Regions from separate parts of the Mus musculus genome. Here all the other regions are linked to region 2. The links are chromatin contacts, called in public HiChIP or PLAC-seq and promoter capture Hi-C maps. All regions are on one chromosome and are shown on one strand. Each heading gives the region's core, a stretch centred on a gene start, on an enhancer-like site or on the middle of the called end of the contact. The rest is flanking DNA. Distances are from core to core; before and after follow the strand shown. Region 1 overlaps Hpse2 (heparanase 2). Region 2 holds the start of Hpse2 (heparanase 2). Region 3 overlaps Hpse2 (heparanase 2).

Evidence for each region. Promoter capture Hi-C pulls out the DNA fragments that hold promoters and counts their contacts. HiChIP or PLAC-seq counts read pairs in DNA pulled down with a chosen protein or histone mark.
Region 1: a promoter capture Hi-C map of frontonasal cranial neural crest shows a contact between it and region 2, with 6 times the contacts expected there. The contact joins the enhancer-like site here to the promoter of Hpse2 in region 2. A contact is called at or near these places in 12 of 39 promoter capture datasets (the 3T3-L1 cell line, the HPC-7 cell line, cranial neural crest and 9 more), 1 of 484 Hi-C or Micro-C datasets (embryonic stem cells), 2 of 115 datasets of contacts at active chromatin or transcription factors (craniofacial prominence and embryonic limb bud) and 2 of 9 other capture datasets (adipose tissue and embryonic stem cells).
Region 3: an H3K4me3 HiChIP or PLAC-seq map of craniofacial prominence shows a contact between it and region 2, with 5 times the contacts expected there. The contact joins the enhancer-like site here to the promoter of Hpse2 in region 2. A contact is called at or near these places in 11 of 39 promoter capture datasets (the 3T3-L1 cell line, HPC-7-derived erythroid cells, embryonic stem cells and 6 more), 1 of 484 Hi-C or Micro-C datasets (cerebral cortex), 3 of 115 datasets of contacts at active chromatin or transcription factors (craniofacial prominence, forebrain and stem cell-derived neural progenitor cells) and 2 of 9 other capture datasets (embryonic stem cells and macrophages).

Annotation. Positions count from the first base shown.
Region 1 is chr19:43,201,171-43,204,452 of GRCm38.p6, reverse strand. All of the region lies in intron 3 of Hpse2 (heparanase 2), which reads left to right. Among named protein-coding and RNA genes, the nearest start is that of Hpse2, 190 kb to the left of the region's middle. Within about 2 kb of position 1,717, at least 9 of the 459 cell types and tissues checked have an H3K27ac peak or open chromatin away from gene starts, as enhancers often do.
Region 2 is chr19:43,386,918-43,390,290 of GRCm38.p6, reverse strand. Hpse2 (heparanase 2) reads left to right here and starts at 1,936. Exons shown (of 12, transcript NM_001081257.2): 1 at 1,936-2,269. The coding sequence starts at 1,980.
Region 3 is chr19:43,145,440-43,148,426 of GRCm38.p6, reverse strand. The region is part of intron 3 of Hpse2 (heparanase 2); the gene reads left to right. Among named protein-coding and RNA genes, the nearest start is that of Hpse2, 240 kb to the left of the region's middle. Within about 2 kb of position 1,431, at least 7 of the 459 cell types and tissues checked have an H3K27ac peak or open chromatin away from gene starts, as enhancers often do. A contact at or near this core is called in craniofacial prominence, where this site is marked.

The sequences.
Region 1 (3,282 bases), core at 468-2,967, 190 kb after region 2:
ATTGTCATTTTAAGAGTCTTTGCCTTGCAAAAGTAAATGGCTGGAGAAAATGTACAATATTTGGTATTTTTTTTGAAGTATTTATTTTAAAATATTACCAGTCCATGGAGTCTTTTTGTATCTGAATTGCTGTCTTTGATGTGTTCTCGTTTTCCTTCCAGGATGAGTATCTTATAGTTTATTAATTTTCAGTCAAACCTGAAGATGACTTTCTATATTAGGATTCTACAAGTAACTATTTTTCTTTACTTCTTGGTCCACTGTTAAGTTAGTACTTAGGACAGTGGTAGCCATGTGGCTGCCAGTAACTGAGTGCTGGGGGAGAATCAGAACTGGGCCTGGTGTGCAGTTTGCTTTTATGAGCCTTCCCACAGCTCTAAAAGCTTTGCCCTGAAAAAACTACATAATTGAAGCAAAATGGAGGGTTTTTTTTTTTCTTTTAGTTCTTCACAATTCTTGCCCTTGATGGGACAGTAGAAAGAACTTTCAGGTATTAGTTAAGAAAAAATGTTAGTTAGTAGGATGTGGCAGTTCTTCTAAGATGTGCATGTTTTCAAATCGAGGAAACTTACTGACCAGTCCTGGAGGTTGCTTCCTCTGCTTCACCCCCCCCCCCCCGCCCCCCAACCCCGTGTGCGTTTCCAGGCTTTGACCACAGACTCTGGCTGACTGACTATTTGAACAGACTGAGGCTTTCACGAGGCTTTCTGAGTTTAATTTTACAGTAGCGTATCTTTCGATTATTAACACATTAAAGTCAATATAATTCTGGCTTAGAAATCTGATGCTAATTGGTTTGGGAATATTTTATTTAAAAATCTTTTTCCAAATGTGACTGTGAATTCTTCAGTTTCTTGATTTAGAACTAATGAAAACATTAATTCTGCCAGAAAAAGATTATCTGATGGAGCAGAAACATTTTAATTTTGGAGGTTACCTGTCAATTTTGTATTCCCATGTCTTTTGTCTAGAAACAAGCCTACAGCTAATTGACTTCTGTTCCTTTCCCCTTGACGTCTCATTTTTCTGAACTTAGAAGACTCAAATTAAAAGAAAGATAAAATTCCAAGGGAAGCTGGCATTGATCAAGGTTTGGCTTAAATTGAATTAAGTGCTTTTTATTGAACTCAGCAGTATTAGTTATTAAAACCAGAAGTTTTTACCCTTGCTAGTGTAAAAAAAGAAAACAATGACTCACACAACGGCAGCTTTTACTTGGAAATTAAAGCACTCATTTTCTTTTATTCCATTAAAACTTTTGCAGACAAACACATGTAAACAAGACAAGGAGATGCAAGGCAGCGAGGAGCCAGCGCCCCAGAGATGCTCACTCGCTGTTGTAGAAGCTCGAGGAATTTTTTATCCAGGAAGAAAGCAGGAAGGCGGTCCAGGGTTTCCTTTTGGACAGCTTTAAGTTAGTTGCATTTCCAAACTGCTTGTATGTTTTTTAAATGACTTGGAATTGTGCACATAGTAAGGTGAAGAAGACAATAATGTAGTATAATATAAAGAACACTAGTCAGGGAGTTAGAGCCTAAGTCTCAGGTTTAGATCTGTGGCTTGCTTACAAGCTGTTTGGTTGTGGTAAGTCACTGAAACTGTACAACTTCTGCTTTGCCATCTGTGCAACAAGAGGTGAGGCTCCATGAGTTCTGTGCAACAAGGAGTTAGGCTCGCTGAGTCTCAAAGGGTTCTCTCTTTATTTTACCATCTATTTCTGTGCTTTGTTTTGTGCCTGTGGGAAACCATTGTGATTTACAATGAATATGGAAGGTAGTTTATACTGGAGTGAAGAAACCATGCCCTCTAGGCAAAAGCTTAGCTTATCATCCATTATTTTTTTTATAAATAAAAGACTGATTTCAGTTAAAGGTCAGAACAGGACTTTCCAGTGCTCATCCTCTTATAGAAACATCAATCTGAGCAACTATTCATGCCTGGAAACGTCTCCACGGAAGCCAACGAAACTAGGCCCGAGGCTATAGCACATGGCTATAATACAGAGAAGGTGAAAACACAGTTTTACACCACCCATGCCACTCTGCAAAACATGGTGAGAAACAACCTTTCCTTGGAGAAAGGAGAAGGGAATCAAACAGCACATGTTGCCTCAGTCCTGAGCACCATGCCTGCTTCAGGAAAATCCCAGTTCAGACTCCAGCATTCTTTCAGACTGCTACTAGTTGAATGAATAAAAGCTTTGATTCGTTATCTTTTCTCTTTTTTTTGATTTCACTGTACACTTTTGTTTTGTAGATACCATGAGGTTTATATGAAACATCTTATAGTAGGTTACATTAAGCTGATAATTTTGATTATTTAAATACAATGTAAGATAGTTAGACAATAAAGGGACAAAGGATCTCAGAGACAACCAGATAAAGTTTTCTTTGATTAAAAAAAAAAGGATGTGATAACCTCTTTCCTACCAAAATTACCTTGCCTGTAAGCAGGATGTGTGTGTGTGTGTGTGTGTGTGTGTGTGTGTGTGTGTGTATGTATATTATGTATATGTGTATGTTTGGTTTTTCAAGACAGGATTTTTCTGTATAGCCCTGGCTGTCCTGGAACTCACTTTGTAGACCAGGCTGGCCTCAAATTCAGAAATCCACCTGCCTCCGCCTCCCAAGTGCTAGGATTAAAGGAGTGCGCCACCACGCCCGGCTTATATTTTGTAATACAGAGGGAGAATAGCTGAAAAGGTTGCAGAATATTCTGCCCAATAATGGCTGAAAACACATTTTTTTTAACAAGTGTATACAGAGCACTCTCTATTATAAATATTTTGTTAAGCCATAAAACGTGCTAAAAACTAAACACAAAGATTTAAATAATATCAGTATTTTTTTCTGGATCCAGTGGTATCATACTAGAAATCAATAGTAAGAGGAAATCTTAGAAAATTCAGAATCGCATGAAAATGAAGCACCATGTTCCATGTACCATGAATAACAAAGAAAAAATGAGAATTTAAAATAATATTGAATCTAATGAAAACATACACATAGGATTAAAATCTACTTATGAGGGAAGTTTATGACAATAAATAACAGAAAAAGAGAGATCTTCATTTCCCACCATCCAATTGATTAAGGCCAATAGATACAGAAAATTCAACAACCTTCAATGATAAAATTCTCAATAAAATCAGGTATCTAAGGAATGTATGTACATCAACAAAATAATGGACTACAGTTGTCAAATTCATAGCTAATAATTATCGTAAATGAAATATGTTACTCTAAAGCAACATTCCCACACCTGCTGCATCTGTTCACTAGA
Region 2 (3,373 bases), core at 687-3,186:
CAAAACAAGTACTTCCTGAAGGAGATGGCCAGAAAGCTGTTAGTAACTAAGAAAACAAATCAGTGAACAGATAGCCAAAATACAATTTACTACGACAAAATTCTTCTTGTGAGCAGTGGTCTTGAGTGTGTTGAGCAGGGTTTGGTTTACTACCACCAGATGTCTGAGATGTTTCTTGAGAGCACTCTACATACCTGAGTCCAGAGACACAGAGAAGCCTTTGGTTCCCAAGCTGTCCCCATCTCCATGAAGTGTCAGACTCCTTTAAAAATGACAGTAGTTTGTACTGAAACTTATGCCTGTCTTACCCTAACCCCAGGGGCATAAGCATGTGGTTAAGGATATAGAGGACTAGAAAGTGTAAGGCGCTAGAGGAAGCAGGTATGAAGGCTAGAGCCAGTATTTAATTTATGTTATAATTTAGTTTTAGAAACCATCTCTAAGTGATCTGGTGGTTTGGGGTTCTTAGACTGGCAGAGAATCCTCAGGGAATGTTAGCTTAAGGTAATCTAGTCCAGTCCTATGTAGGTTGGCTAATTCTTTCTGGCTGAAGGAAGGAAAATAGATTGCTATTGTAGTGTTTACTGAGCTCTCATACTGCCCAGTGTGCAGTACTGGCAGTGGTGGGGACCCATGCTCTGCATTCAACTGTCATCTAGTCTGTTTAATCAAGGAATGCCCTGGGGTGCTCTCATTTACCCATTTTTCATAAAGTAGCTCCCTTCATCTGCCAAAATAGAGGACTTGTTGTATCCCAGAGAGAAGCTGAAAATGGGACTGGGTGTGATTGTGACTGCCTGTGATTGTGGCTGGATTGTTTCCCCTTGTGTTAGGATGGGACTCAGGATAATTTGCAAGCTATTGAGGGTGGGAATGAAAAGAACAGAGGTTTGCAGTGCACTCGAAGTCCAGGATGATCTGTATCCCAGAGTTCCAAGCAGGCACACTCTAATTTTGGCCTAGGGCTGGATTTGACACCCCTATAGCCCATTTCTACGTCAGGAAGACATACTCCCCTGCAAGGGTATGAGTCTGAGGGTTGTTGGCAAGGAGACATTGGAGAGGCATCTTTACTTTTACAGTGGAATACATTGGCCAAGGAGTGATTCAAATGAACATAGGGTGTCTTGATCATCAGTCCAATGGGTTGCCAAAGCCATAAAATAACATATATGGGAAACTCAAGACTCTCCCTCACACATAAGCAGCAGTGCCATGGAGCATACTGATTCTTTTTTGACTCTCCTGACTAGGAAGTTCTTTGACCTGGGAATACTCTCCCTTCTCCCCCACCTTAGTCTCCTATTCAGGAGAAACTTCTTTCTAGTTATCTTGCAAGATTCAGGGGTTTGCACACCTAGGCATGGACTCTTCTTTGCTTTTTGTGCCTTGGCAAAAATTACTTTGCCCATCATAAAACCATTTACAACCTAACAACATTTACTGCTTCAACCCAAAAGGAAGGCACAAAGTGGACGGTAAGCAAGAAATAGTCAGGACAGACTGCCCCTCAGGCAGTGAAGGGCCTTCCCCATAGCCTACTGGGGAGGGGACTTGAAAATAAGCTCTTACTCAAGATGGTACCACAGTACAGTTTCAGTCCCACTGGCCGCTTCCTGACCCTAGCGGGTTAAATCAGTAGGGCACAACGGCCACCCCTCCCCCTTCTCCCCCCTCCCCCATCCCTTACCTTTAAAAAGTTAAAAAATGTCTGCAGTCAAATCTCTTAAAGGGGCGGTGCTGGTGAACAGTACTCTTGGCACGAGTTGCTGAGAAGGCTGGCTAGGGGCGTGAGTTCGCTCCACCAGCACCAAAACACTGAAAAAAAAATGCGAGCAAGCGAGCAAGAGCGAGGGAGCGAGGGCGAAAGAGAATAGGGGGGGGGAGAGAAGGGGGGCAGAGAGACACACACTTTAGATAAGGACAATTAGTCACCATCGAGACCCAGTAGGGAAAGAAGTTTAAATCAGAGGGATTTAATGAGGGTGCTCTGTGCTTTCCCTGAAGCCATGGCCTCCAGCAGCTCCCGCCCCCCCTCGTGCCTAGCCCTGGTGGCTCTCTTCTTGGCTCTGTTGCTCCATCTCTCCCTCTCCTTCCACGCTGGAAACAGGAGACCTTTGCCTGTAGACAGAGCTACAGGTTTGAAGGAAAAGACCCTGATTCTACTTGATGTGAGCACCAAGAACCCAGTCAGGACAGTCAATGAGAACTTCCTCTCTCTGCAGCTGGATCCCTCCATCATTCATGATGGCTGGCTCGATTTCTTAAGGTAAGGCAGGGGCTTCGATGAGTCATTTAAAAATTTAAGTACCCCCACCCCCATTCTCTTCCTATCCCCTGCTCCAAAGGGGGAAGAAAAAAGAGGAGAAAAAAGAAGAATAAGAAGGAGGAGGAGAAGAAGAGGAGGTACAGCAGCAGCAGCAGCAGCAGCAGCAGCAGCAGCAACAGCAGCAGCAGCAAACCGATCTGTCTTTCCAAGAGAAAAAAAGGAGGTTTCCCCCCTCCTGGACTATTTGCTGTGAGGCTGTAACTGGTGATTGAGGAAAGCAGTGTTTTCTATTAAGATGCACATGTTTGCAATGCAGAAGGCATTTCAGAAACTTATCAGTTATGACTGAAAAAATGTTGTGCTTACATATATCCACAATTAGTCTCCCCTTCTGAAAAAGAAACAAGAGGTTCAGGGAAGTTACAAAAGGGAAGATCTGGAACAACAAAGACTCCAGAGGAGTGGTTGTGTGTGAGAGAGAAAGCAGTGTGCGTGTGTCCGAGTGTTCAGTTGGGAGATTGCATGAAAGTGGAATTTGCCACGGAAAGATGGTTTCATCAGTTCTCACTCCCAGACAGAAAACGAATTTAAGGAGAGTCCTGAGCGGTGAGCAAGTTGGATTGGAGTTAAAATTTTTTATTTTGTATCCTCCGCTGTCATTATCAGCCTTGACTTTGTAAGACACTTTTTATAGATGAAGCCCTTCCCCCTCCACCCTCCTCTTTAGTTTTCCTTGGTAACTGCATAGTTTAATTTTTTACAGTGGGGAAAAAAAATCGTTGCTCGGGTCGTAGTGTGCATCATACGCGATCCATAAAGGTCCTAGGAACTCTCAGGGGAAGCGTTGGGAGTTTTGAACCCCAAAGCAGTGGTGGATTAACAAACCTGAAGGTTGAGTCTCGCTGACAGTCTAGTTGGGTTCACCCTCTTCCCGGGTTGTTACTATTCAGGCAGTTAAGCAACCGCGATCCCCTTCCCATCAGGGGCGGTTGCAAAGAGGGGGGCGTTGGAAATAAAAAGAAAACACACAGAAGAAAAAGAAAGGGAGGATAAACCTCTGCAATATTGAATATCCAAGTGTTAAGTTTCTGAAAATTCCCTTCA
Region 3 (2,987 bases), core at 182-2,681, 240 kb after region 2:
ATGGACAGGTCTGGAGCAAAGGGCAGACACTGTGTGACAGATTGCTTCCCTGCACCTCCATCTCATGCACTTGCAGATGAATAAAAACCATTGGTTGCATTATCATAATTCATTTCCATTAAGTGGTTAAACAAAGCAAATAATTTTGGTACACAGTTTCCACTCTTCAACCCTAAGCAGAAGGATACCGGTTAGGAGTCTGACAAACCTAGATGCTTGTTCTAACCGGAGCAGAACTGGTTAAATCTTATTCTGTCTTCCAACAGGGAGCTAAAAGTAATTGCAAACTATTTCGTCCCCCTTGGCTCTGCATGTAGATTTAAAATTAAATTGGTTCTGGTTAGCAAGCTAGAACGGGGCAACTAAATTGAATTTTCTGAGGAATGTTGTGAATCCTATGTGAAAATAAAGCAACAGTCAAGGTTTGTATGTTTCCCGCTCTCCTCCTCTTGTGCCTTTCTCTCTTCGCTGCACCCTCTCTTCTCTCTTTGTGCTGTCTAGCTCATTAGCAGGGAGAGCCTTGGTTTTTCCTCCCTCGGAGTTTTATATGCATTTCTACCTATTTACACACGGCTCTCCATTTGGACACCCCTTCTAAAGCATAATTCTTTCTTCAATTGCACATTGATTGAATTCTCTTTTCAGATCCGTGTTTCTGTGATACAGAATTAATGTGAATATTTTATCAAGTTTTCATGGAGGAAAAACAAAACAGAAATGATAGGGTCTGGGCATGTGAAGTTTTAGGCTGCTGAGGTTGTTACAGCACATCATATACTTTTGATGATGCTAACATTCAGAGTAGACGATGACATAAAAACTATTCTAGAATTGTTCCCTTGATACGAAGTATTTCAGTCTCATTGTTTTTTCTCTTAAAAGTAATAGGTAGTCATTGTAGGAAGTATAGAAAAGTACAGAACAATATGACATTGTGTAAAGTTCACTCAAATACCTTCAAGTATGTTAAGTTATTATTAGCACTGAAGATAAAATATCTTCCTAGCAAAACAGAAGCAATTCATGATTTTGGCATCTTTCCCCTGTGCTTCTTTTTTTCTTTGTTTTGTTTTTGTTCTTCAGAGCGAATCACTTGCTAAACTTGTTGAGATATTGATATGCACACTATTTCGGATATTGCTTTGTTTTTGAAAATTTATCTTGATATAGGGACTGGCCTTGGGGCGAAGCCCCCACACCCCCCTGCTCTTGTTTCCCGGCTGCTTGGGTAGCAGTGTTTAGAGTGTGATGAAGCTGCTAACGTTTTGCAGCCTATGGATGACCATCTTTGATTTTCCTCTTTGCCCCTGAGCACAGAGGGCAGGTATCATAATGTTACCGTGGTTCAGCTTTCTCAGCTTACACTCATAGAACCTGGGCAACTTTTCCTGTTAAGCATTCATTGTGTGTGTAAGGAGATACGGGCTCAGGCGTCCTTCTGACGCTGCGAAGCATGTTCTGAGTTGCTAGGGATGGCTGTGCTGGATTAAGAAGTGCTTGCTGTATGGCCTTTGGGCAACACATTGGAGCAATCTTACTTTTTATTTTATGATTCCTTCCAGCAACATAAATACCCCAGCTGATGCTAAATTGTGTGAGCTTAAGAAATGGAGGGTGGTTTTCTTTTGTTTTGTTTTGCGTTTTACTTTTGTTGAAGAAATTGCACCACTTCTTGAAGTACTTAAATCCTCCATTTTCACCTTCTAAAATTTCATTTCCCTCAACGATCTTAAGGGAAAGCAGCAAAATAAAATAAAACAAAACTGTAGGTGTTTACTTTATTCCGTTAAATTTAAATTTTAAATTCAAGTTGTATTATTCATTCAGTTACGTGGATTTTATTAAAGAGTTTTCCTCTTAGTTTTAAATTATCCAATGCTGCCCTTTTAAGAAATTCTGAAAAAATGCTAAGTTGTTATTAGAGTTGGGTAAGAGGAAGCATTGCTGTATGTGGAGGTCAGAGCGCAATTTGTGGCCTTGGCTCCTTCCTTCTATCATGGGGGTCCCTGGGATCAAACTTGGGTCATCAGGTTTGGCAGCAGGATCTTTACCCACTGAGCCACGCTGCTGGCCCTGTTCACGACTTTTTAAGATCCATGTCTGATAATCCCCTGTGTGAGATTAACTTCATTTGATTTAGCGGTCTTCAAGCCCTGGTGTGCAGTAAGTGGCCTACTCCCCTGCCATTTTAAGTGGTCTTTTCTGCTCATTCGGTAGCTTCTAGGCCAGCTTTTGTCACAGATGAAATTTTTTTTTTGCATTGATAGAGACTTCAGAAAGAATCCCAAAGAGAAGAACATGCCAGTATCCTCTGAGGGCATTCATGTTTTCTAAACAGTGTTAGGCCTGCTACCTCTCCACTGTACTAACCAACTGTTCTACATGGGGATTTACTCAAAAGTTACTGTGCTACGTGAAGAACACTTGACAATGACTCTTATCTAATAATTTCAAAAAGTATTCCATTGTAGAAAAAGCTTTCTATTTGTCTACATCTTCCTCCAAACATACATCTAATTAGTGTGCACATCATATCTGTGACAGTTATCTCCTAAAGTGCCCCTTGACTCTGCCCCGAATGCCACTGTACACCAAGACACTTGTTACTAATGTTTCTTACCTAATACCTGGCCATGCCCAGTGCACAGTCAGTCAGCTGCAGGGAACTCAGCAGCTGTTGCGGGCTGGCTGATAAGTGGTGCCTGGAGAACCTGTCTGTAGCTTTGAAGGAACCTAAATAGATGCTGCAGCAGGCAGGCCATAGAAGCCAAATCTGAAGTTGAGCAGTGCCACCTGGAGAGGGAGAGAGTTCACATCCAAGGAAGTGAGTCCAGTGAGGCAAGCAGCGAGGGCCATGATGGCCTCAGAGTTAGCACTGACACAGGAGTCCCCAGGAGACCCCCTGCCATCACATCCCTGGATTCACAAGCACAGAAAGCCTTGTGGACTTTGCAACTTAGGGCAGAAATACATGAAAACCACCTTGA